2 separate regions of the Gossypium hirsutum genome follow, and region 1 is linked to region 2. Evidence: chromatin contacts called from public Hi-C data. All regions are on one chromosome and are shown on one strand. The core of a region is the stretch at or near the end of the contact, and the rest is flanking DNA. Distances in the headings are between cores, read along the strand shown. Region 1 holds the start of LOC107910575. Region 2 holds the start of LOC107955679 (AUGMIN subunit 5).

The links. Hi-C and Micro-C count contacts between places; a contact is called where the count stands out from the background.
Region 1: a contact with region 2 is called in a Hi-C map of leaf, with 2.9 times the contacts expected there. The contact joins the promoter of LOC107910575 here to the promoter of LOC107955679 in region 2. A contact is called at or near these places in 3 of 34 Hi-C or Micro-C datasets (all in leaf).

The regions. Positions count from the first base shown.
Region 1 is chrA07:82,765,567-82,770,716 of Gossypium_hirsutum_v2.1, reverse strand. It overlaps LOC107910575, which reads left to right and starts at 3,646. Exons shown (of 2, transcript XM_016838490.2): 1 at 3,646-3,957; 2 at 5,126-5,150. The coding sequence starts at 3,845. TRNAI-AAU (transfer RNA isoleucine (anticodon AAU)) reads right to left here and starts at 3,709; the gene lies at 3,636-3,709.
Region 2 is chrA07:82,551,830-82,557,069 of Gossypium_hirsutum_v2.1, reverse strand. LOC107955679 (AUGMIN subunit 5) reads left to right here and starts at 2,796. Exons shown (of 11, transcript XM_016891485.2): 1 at 2,796-3,258; 2 at 3,261-3,543; 3 at 4,270-4,812. The coding sequence starts at 3,024.

The sequences.
Region 1 (5,150 bases), core at 2,397-4,896, 210 kb before region 2:
TTTAATCTCAACATGTATCACTTGAATCTATTACTCATCTTAACTTACATAATTTCCATATATCACCATATCAAGGATATTCATATAGTTTTATGTTTTAATTCATATCTTTCTCTTTAGCATTTCATTTGCATAACACATAAAGTATAAACATAGCATCACTTAAATCATACTTTTCATAATCATGGATGTTCTCACTTGAATCATTGCTACATCATACCTTTCTATAATTGTCATAGTGAAATCAATTGGAACCCTTACTGGTTCATCCCTTTTCATACCCGTTGAACTAGTTAGAATAATACCAGATAAGCGAGAAAAACTCACACAAAGTGTGTTAAACATATAGTCGTAGCTCACACAAGCTGTATAATGGGTCTGCTCACACAAGCTATTGGTCGAAACGTAGTTACACGGTGCTGCTCACACAAGCTGTCAAGTAACCGTAACATATGCCAAAAATTCAGCCACCGGTAGGACGTTCAGGACTAGCACCCGAAACATGTAACCCTAATGACATGTCATTTGTATCCTATATATTCCTAAGGTTCAAACTGGACTTGATAGTCGTCATACTTCATTAAATTTCCCTCATTTCATTATAAAATAAAATGTATAATAACATATATATATATCGATTCATTTTCAATAAAATTCATATAATAACATTCAATTTAATAAACAATATACATAGTACAATTCATACGAACTTACCTGGCTAAATTGCAGAAATACAAAAATTTAGGGACATTTTTGGTAATTTTTATTTTCCTCGATTTTCCACCTGATCTTGATCTAAATTAATAATTTAATTCAATATATTAATTTAGACAATAAAACAATTCATTTCATGCAATTTGGTCATTTTTTACTTTTTTAAAAAATTTCCCCTGAAGTTTTACTTTTATTCAATTTAGTCCCTGAGCCCAAAACATGCAAATTAAACATTTTTAATACAAACCCAAGCCAAATGTTCATAGTATTCAAAAAATCATTTATGCAACAATTTCACATTAAATTCTTGAACTTTTATTAATTTAACAAATTAGCCCATAATCGAAAAATTCATCAAAATCACTTAACAAATTCTTTTAAATATAAATCACATAAAAATTATTAAAAACAGATAAAAATGACTTACTATACATGAATTGAAGCATGGCCGAACCTTGGTTCTTCTTGCCATGGTGTTTCGGTGATGAAGATGTCAAATGAAGAAGAAAACCTTTGTTTTCTTATTTTATTAACTTTTATTTCTTTATTTTATCTTTTTCATTTAATAATAACATTATAATATAAAATCACATATAAAATTAAAAGAACATAAAGATTTAACCGTCCACCAACTTAAGAATGGGTAATTTACCCATTAAGGCCCTCCAATTATAATTTTTTAATCAATTAACACATTTAAAGTAATAGCGATTGACTTTTGCAACTTTTACGATTTAGTCCTTTTTACTTAATTAACTATCGAAACGATAATTTTTTCCAACGAAACCTTAAGACCACCTTAATTACACTTCTTAAATATTTATAAAAATATTTACGGCTTGGTTTGTAAAAATGAGGTCCCGATACCTCAATTTCTAAAACCACTTGACCTTAGGGTAATACCACTTGAACTTAATAAATCGCTTATAAAATAAAAATCACTATATCAAAAACCTTTTCAAAATCACAATTAATTTTGAAATATTAAATATAGTATTTACAAATTTACTTGTCAGATTTAGTGGTCTCAAAATCATTTTTTCCGATACCACTAAAAAAAGGCAATTAAAGTCAAAGAAATTCTTGTATATTTGTAACCAAGATTGAAGCATAATTAGGCCATTAGATACGTCAAGCAAGTTGCACAATACAATTAAAATTTTAATAGTTCAGTCAATCTTTTCATCTAAAACAAAACAATTTAATTAAATTTTATTATGTTGGGAAATTTTTACTCTCTTGTTAAATAAATATTTTTCTTTTTTAAAATATAATTTAAATTAATTATAAAAGAATATTACCTGGAAAATAAATATAAGTTTTTCTCATAGAAATAATCCAATTCTTAATTGTAACAATTTTTAAAAAAATATTTAATTTAATTTTTTTTTTTTGAAATGGTACACTCACTATGACGTGGGTGAAAAAAATGTAACAAATTTAAATAAAAATTAATTGATATTTTGGCTATACTGGTAAAGTTAGTTGTTTATTATGCATGGTATTTTGGGTTTAAATTTTATTATAATCAATTTTTTATTAATTTATTATATAAAAAGTCAAACACGCCCTCAATAATATAATTTAATTTGTATATGAAAGGATATTTTAATAATTTCATAATTGAGTTGGTGCCTAATTGACCCTTAAAATATAAGTATGTATTTTTTTCATATTTTTATTAATTATTGTAACTTTTTTCATCCATAGGGTAGGTGTTACATTATTTTTGTTCTTGTAAAATGAAGGTATATTCCATCTCCATTTTATAGTTTATGGAAATTATGTAACGCATCAAAGTTCTCATGTTTTTATTGTGTAAAATTGCTAAGTAATTTGTTATGGTGTGTCGGTTAAGTCTTATAAGTTGTTTGTTTTCGTCTTGTGTTCAAGCTCTGTCGTTACAAGGGAGAAATATTTTTTAATAGTCTTTTGGTTGGGCTCTAGGAAATGTTGGGAATAAGTCTTAATTATATTTTTATTATATTTTATTCTAAAATTGAATTTCAAAATTTCCCAAATGTGCTCCTACTATTAACTTCTCGTACCCCATTTGCTCTCACTTTTATGTTCTACTTATTCTTTCTTTTCTTTTTTTTCGCTTTCTTTTTTTTTTTTTTTTTGCTTTCTTATTTCTTTTTCTCCACAGTAGTTATCTTATCTTTCTTTCCATTGTTTTTGTTCATTTGATGTCATTATATCTTTTTTTGTGTTCATTCCAACAATCGTCTCGAATCGTTGTAATTAGGGTGTGAAGGGAGCGAAGGTCAATTGCCTCCAGTGGAGTAAGTCACATTTTGGCCATTGTTATTTGAGTGGTTTCATGAGTTTCGGATGTATGGGTGATCAATCTTGTTATCAAATGTGTGATCTAATTCAAAAAGCTTATCGGAATTTGAAAAAATTAAAAAAAAAATAGGCTGGTTCTGAAATTGCTCCTCGACCACAAGACTGTGTGAAATCTTGCAAACCTTGTGCTTAGGCCATGTGAACCACACAGGCTAGTTATTGGGGTCGTGTGGGTCTTTTTGCCAAATTTTAGAGATGTTTAGGGGTTTTCTGGGGGACTCAAAATTTGAGTCCGTAGACATCGTATGGAGCTGGAAAGGCTTAAGTTTCAGTACGTAAAAGTATATGGATATTAAAATTATGAAAATAAGGAAGTTTAATATAAGATTTAATCCTTTTCAATTAATCAAATTTATTGTCTATTTCATAAAAATAAATTTATTTATTCATTTAAGGATAGTAAAAATTATAAGTTTGAAAATATAAAATTTTAATATAAACCTTAATTCTTTATTTATTTACCAATGAAAATTAATAGTTTTGAACAATTAGATGGGCTTTCTGTGAGAAATCAATAACCAAAAGTTCAGAACTTAATGGCCCAAGCACACTAAATAAAAAAGGATAAAAATTGGCCCATGCAGGTCTGGAACCTGCGACCTTCGCGTTATTAGCACGACGCTCTAACCAGCTGAGCTAATAGGCCTCCGATGATGCATTTCGGTTAAATGACTAACAGTATTTAAAAAAAAAAAAAAAAGGGGAGGACATTTCAAAATTGTAGAGTGACCCATTGAATCGATAAGGTTTAAGATATCTGAACAGAAGAGACGGACGAATAATGGAACACATAACAGCAAGCGAAGTTGCAGGCTTTGGAGTTGGCACTTTGTTACTATGTGCTACAATTGCTGCCCCCAAAGTTGATGCTTTCATTTCTGCTTCTCAGAGAAGGTAATTGCAACTTTTCTAAACCCGTTTCTTTTTGCTGTGTTTCCAAGTTAGAATCCTTTTTTTTTTCTTTTTTGAGTTTGCGAGTAAAACGCAGTTTTTTTTTTTACAACTTTTGAAACTTCGAAAAAGTTAATATTTTTGTTGCTGGGTATGAGTGAAATTTGGTAATTTGATTGTTAGTTTGGTTGATGAATTCTCAGTTGTGATACCTTAAGTTATTTTGATTTAGCTGCTGTTGTTGTTCACTTTGTTGGTTTACAATTGGATGTCCTTTGGACATTAGAAAAGCTATCATTGTACTTTAATTCAATTTAAAATTGCAATGCCTTGTATATTAGGATTGATTTTAATTGTGGGGTTATTTTGATTCTTTATAGAATGATTGCTATATCTTCATGTTTGATTTCTGTTCTTTGTGATTGATTCTATCTCAAACAAATGCACTGCCTTACCTAGAGTTATGTGAAAATATCTCCGCATCCACAAAATTCTGGTGGTGTAAGCTATTCTTAGGTAACAAAAGAAAATGGCATCTGTGTGGAGTTGTTGACCAATGTCTTTTATTGTCTTTTATTCATGTTGTACTAGGATTTATCCTAGTTGGTTCATGCGGTAACTTTTAAGAGGTAATTTTTAGCAGGTTTAGAGGTCAAATTCTGAAATCTGCAATACCTTCCCCTATCTCCAAGTTATGATCTCCTTTGGAACAAAAAAAGGAAATGGCCCGGAAGTACTAGACTAAATTTAAGTATAATGCTTTTGGAATCATCAGCTTGGTTTTCCTCTTCGTGATGTAGTTATCTTGCTACAGTACTTATAGTTCACTTATTTTAGGAAAACTTGGATGCCTAGAATGGAATGCATATAAAGGTTGCCTTTTTGGTTTTTTTGAGGATAAACTTAAGGATTAAGCTAGGAATGGCTTAGGGCAAAAGGGGTGAAGGTCTAGAATCATTGTCAAGTGAATGAATTAAGTCAATCTCTTTCTAAACCAAGTTGCACATCAACTTTATTGTATTAAGGTAGGTAATATGTCTTATCCAATATCATGAGGTTCCCAACTTTTATTCAACTTTTCTAGGAAAAAGAGAACTGCCAGGATATATTTCATTGACTGATGTAATCTACACGGTTGCACAAGCTGATATTTAACTTGTCAAACTTGCAGTTCATTGGGCTTGTGCAAGAGATGT
Region 2 (5,240 bases), core at 1,547-4,046:
GCGTCCCACATCTCCCGATTGTCAAAACATTTCTGGTGGGATGCAAGATATAATCTTGAGGTTGATATACGACATCCATTAAAACTGAAAAATAGAATTGTAAATATCGTTACATACATATTCTTTTTAATGAATCATTGCATAATTAATATAGGTTCAAAAAAGATAGGTAATTAATCTTGGTTTCCGAGCATTGATCTAACAGTAGCCTAATGTCTTCCTACTTGTTGGGTAATTCACATAACTCGACCCATGGTTCTACTTGTATAAGAAATATATCGTTGGAACATATAATAAATAAAAACATTTACTGCACAAACTACATATATATTTATAAATGATGTTTACCTCTTCACCAACGAGAAAATATCTGGGTCAGTCACTTTGGGACATAGAAACGATATTTGCCACTAGGCCTCTAACTGCAATAGTAGCATGCAACCACCAATCGACATCTTATTCGGTTGCGTTGCTCGACAAAGCTCTCGGTATAATATGGACAACACGACAGATCCCCAACTTAGCTTTGCACATTCACTGAAGTCCACTAGATGTAGAAGTCATCTTATGTGCACCAAATTTATAGATTTATCGGGCATTAAAATACCCATGATTAACCTCATGATGAATAATTCAGCATACTGTTGTATGACCTCCTTCGTTGCATCATCGGGAAGCTTATCGAATTTTTTCTCTAACTAGTTGGTCGATATCCAACCACCTTCAAACCTGTTCAGGATCTTCCCCAACATTGCCACGTAGAGGTCCACTTTCCCCCAAACCATTGCTGATCCCATGATGACTGGCCCATCCACCGGCAGACTAGGTTGTAATGTTATGTCCTCGAGTGTGATTGTACACGCACCGCATAGAATGTGGAAAGTGTATGTTTCAGACCTTCATCTTTCAGCCAACGTGTTGGTTAGTGTGGGATTGAGTTTGCAGTCCCCTTACATGCAAGACGCATGCAAGAATCTAGCCTTCTGCAAATACCCATAGATTTCAAGGATCGGAGGTTCTATAACATAAAATAATATTTAGATTTATCAATTTTTTTTAAACATAATTAAAAATAAAAAAATTTAAATTTTGTCTTACTATTGCTAATTGGGCGGTAGAAATATAGTTGTTGTCGAAGCAGATTAGAGAGGTGTCCATTCTTGAGAAATTGATCCGAACGAATAAAACATGATATAATTAAAAAAATATTATTTTTAAATGAAAATATAAATAAATATTGAATAAAAAGCTTGAGAGAGTTGAGAGAAGGATGTGAAAGAAAAAAATGAAATTTGTGGGGTATTTATAAGTGTAAAAAAGTTACTATTAGGATTTTAATTTTTTTTTTACCGTTTGACGCGACAACAATAAAAAAATCGTTGCATTTTACCATTGAAGGAAAGAGCGCCCAGTTGGACGAGCTTTCACTTTCTCTTTCCTAAAAACGACTTATTTTTCTAATTTAATTTTAAAACGACTTAAAGGCCTAATTAAAAAAATTAGCTTATTCAGCTAATTTAGCCAAATTTTATAAATTTTTACAATATCATACTAATATTTTCATATTTTTAATTAAAAAATAATATTCAAACTAAACTCGAATAATTAGGTGTCTAAATTCAAATGAACTTATACATCAATTTGTCAATATTCATCATGGAATTAATAAATATTATATATATTAATTATTTTTCCTCTCAAATTTTGATATAAGCATCGTGGTTCTCTTTTACTTAGTAAAGGCATATGTGTGAGACAATTTACTAATTAATTTACGTGATTTAAATACTTTAAAATCTATAACGATATTTGGGTTTAGTTTTATAATACATCGGGAGTTAATGAAACTATTTTAGTGAAATTTAATTGTCTCAATTTTCGAGCGATCACTCCAAATATTTGAGTTCCTTTTGGATTTCTTTCTTGATCAATGATAACAACATTGTTATCACATCGTATTATCATCTCATACAATTACTGCTTTGATCACTTATAATTTTTCTAGAGGTTTATTTAATATTGCTTCCTTGATCACAATAATAATATTGCCAGTATGAGCATATTGATGATTACTAGCTCCTATGACTCACATACATATAAATTCTCAAGTCCTATTGTTATCTGCTACATTCAAATGGATTTGAGGATGAATCTTTTTTCATGTAACAAAGGAAAAAGAAGAAGAAGAAAATATTGTTTGTCGAAAAGAAACCCTCAATTGTTTTTTTTATACAATGATTATTTCTTTAGTTTGATTTAATAATTATTAATCAAATAAACTTAATCAATGTATTTTTAACATTTCAAGTACGAATGATAATGGAGTGGGGTATGAGTGAATGTTATTAAATCTATTATTGCTTTCTAGTTGGCATACTCTATTCCACCATCGTTCCACTATGAATGTGTAAATTTGAAATTTATTACCACTTTTATGGACGCTAGATGCATCTAGTCTTGCTCCATCTCCTCCTACCTCACTTTACTTTAATTTAATTTTTATTATTTATTTTTAATATTTTTAAAATTAAGTAAATATTTAAAAAAAATCATAAAAAAACTAAAAAATATATATAAATTTTTTTCTAAAAATGAATTATTATATTATTAATAATTAATATATATATAAATTGATAACTTTATATAATACAACAAGAAGAAATGTAGCATAATCACTCATATAGAATAGAAGGAAAAAAGAAGAAGAAAAGAAAACGGTATCGTATCGAGTGAGCGGGACCTCCATTTAAAACTTCTTTATTATTAAATTGTTCCACTCATATCCAAAGATAAAAATAAAAAAATAGAAGAGTTAAAAGAAGTATTCAAAATTACAAAACTGCCATTCTACCAGCTTTCTTTACACAGTCTTCCCCTGCCCTTTTGCCGGCCAAATTGGCTTTCTCATTATCAGATCTATCAAAATCCCTTCCTTATTTTAGCTTTCAATTGAAAATCCATTATGTCATTTTAGACCAAGGTTTCATTTTTTTTTTGCGTGGACTTTTGGCATTGAATCCAAAATGCAGAGCTCAAATGTGCAGCCGGAAGTTATACTAGAATGGCTGCAAAAGGAAATGGGTTACCGTCCCTTAGGACCCTACAATTCTTCTTCCAACAAGTCGAATTTACCTTCCATCGATTCGCTTCGCAAGATTTGTAGAGGGAATATGTTACCTCTGTGGAATTTCTTGTTAACCCGCGTTAAATCCGAGAAAACCGTCCAAAGCATCCGAAAGAACATCACCGTGCACGGCGGAGGGGGAATATTGAGAATGCTGGAAATTTGGGGAAAGAGGAGGGGAGGAGTAAAGGAGGGGGGAGGAGGAAAGAGAAGGTGGGTGGTGGTGGTGGAGGGGAGGGTTCAGGTGCGGCGGAGATTAGGGAAGCAGCAATAAGGGAACGGGAAGCCGCTGCCAAGGAAGTGGAGAGGTTGAGAAATATTGTGAGGAGACAAAGGAAAGATTTGAAGGCTAGGATGTTGGAGGTTTCTAGAGAGGAAGCTGAAAGGAAAAGGATGCTTGACGAAAAGGCCAATTACAGGTTTTTTTCTTCTTAATTCTTAAGGAGTTCTTTTAACTATATTCTAGAACTGAAAAATGCCTGCGTTAGCATTGTCCTTGTTAATTTTAACTGCTCACCATTGAATGGGCGATTTATGTCGAATTTATCTAATAGCTATTTTTCGCAACATCGAGTTTCATTATGCTTTAGGATTTTTCTTATAACTTGTGGCGTTTTAACGTCATTATGGAGGCAGAACATGAAACTAGGCCTTTAATGCCAACTAGAGCCTTTGTGTTTCTAAAATTATGGACCATCTTGTTTTTTTATTGCGTATTATTTAATTTGGGGCTTTGAAGTTAAATGTCTCTGTGATTTTCTTTATGGACTTTTCTGGTTGGATTTGACCTTTAGCTTCCCCATCAAGATGATCACATTGTTTCTCATTTTTGATCTTATCAATAAGCTGTTAATTATGGACTAGAGTGACCGTGTGCTCTATTGTCAAACTACACATAAAAGTTCTTATTTTACAATATATAAGTGGTTGGTGATAGCTTTTACATATACTTTATAGAATATATGAGGACTCAGTGTGCATTTAGTTAATCCAAGCCTGATTGGAGTCATTATTGTTAACTTCTGATATTATAAAATTAAAAGTGCCCTTAGCATGCTTGAAAACAACAGTTACCAAGTGTATTTCATCTTTCGGCAAATCTCTTTTGCATATCTTGTGTTTTCACATGCCTTATTCTACTGTAGGCACAAACAAGTGGTGTTGGAAGCTTATGATCAACAATGCGATGAGGCTGCCAAAATATTTGCGGAGTACCACAAACGTCTTCATCAATATGTAAACCAAGCCAGGGATGCTCAAAGGTCAAGTGTTGACTCTTCCACTGAAGTGATTAGCAACTACAGTGGCAATAGTGAGAAGGAAGCTGTATATTCAACTGTTAAAGGAACTAAAGCTGCAGATGATGTCATTCTTATTGAAACAACTCGTGAAAGAAATGTTCGCAAGGCATGTGAATCTCTTGCAGACCGCATGATTGAAAAAGTGCGAAATTCTTTTCCAGCTTATGAAGGAAATGGGATCCATTTGAGTCCTCAATCAGAAGTTGCCAAATTAGGCTTTGATTTCGATGGGGAGATACCTGATGAAGTTAGAATTGTTATTGTAAATTGTCTCAAAAATCCTCCTCAATTACTTCAGGCAATTAGCACATACACTTCAAGGCTTAAAACTTTGATTTCTAGAGAAATAGAGAAAGTCAACGTTAGAGCTGACGCTGAAGCCTTGAGGTATGCTTATACTTTTGTGTTTTTCTTGTTGGTGGTTACAGGATTTCAAATAAGCTTCCTTTGGTTTTCCACTTTTTCTTCTACTTATCAGGGTTGTCTAGGCTATACGGTTACAAATAATTAACTGCTTTTGTCTGCTAAGTACAAATTTTTAGAATCTTAGAGCTGCAATTTGTTTCTTAGCTACTATTTGTTTGTGTTACAGAAATTACTGCAATTTGCTAAGTTATTTCTTTGATTTGATCCTATATTACTTAAAATGAAGAAAATGCTGCAGTTAATAAAGCAATAAATTTTATCATTAATGCTACAGCTAAGATAACAATTATAGGTACTTCGTTATAGCTCTCTCATTTTTAGTGACTGACATGCTTTGGGTTTTGTTTTGGTTACAAAGTATATCTTTTCTATCTAAAACCTCCGAGTAC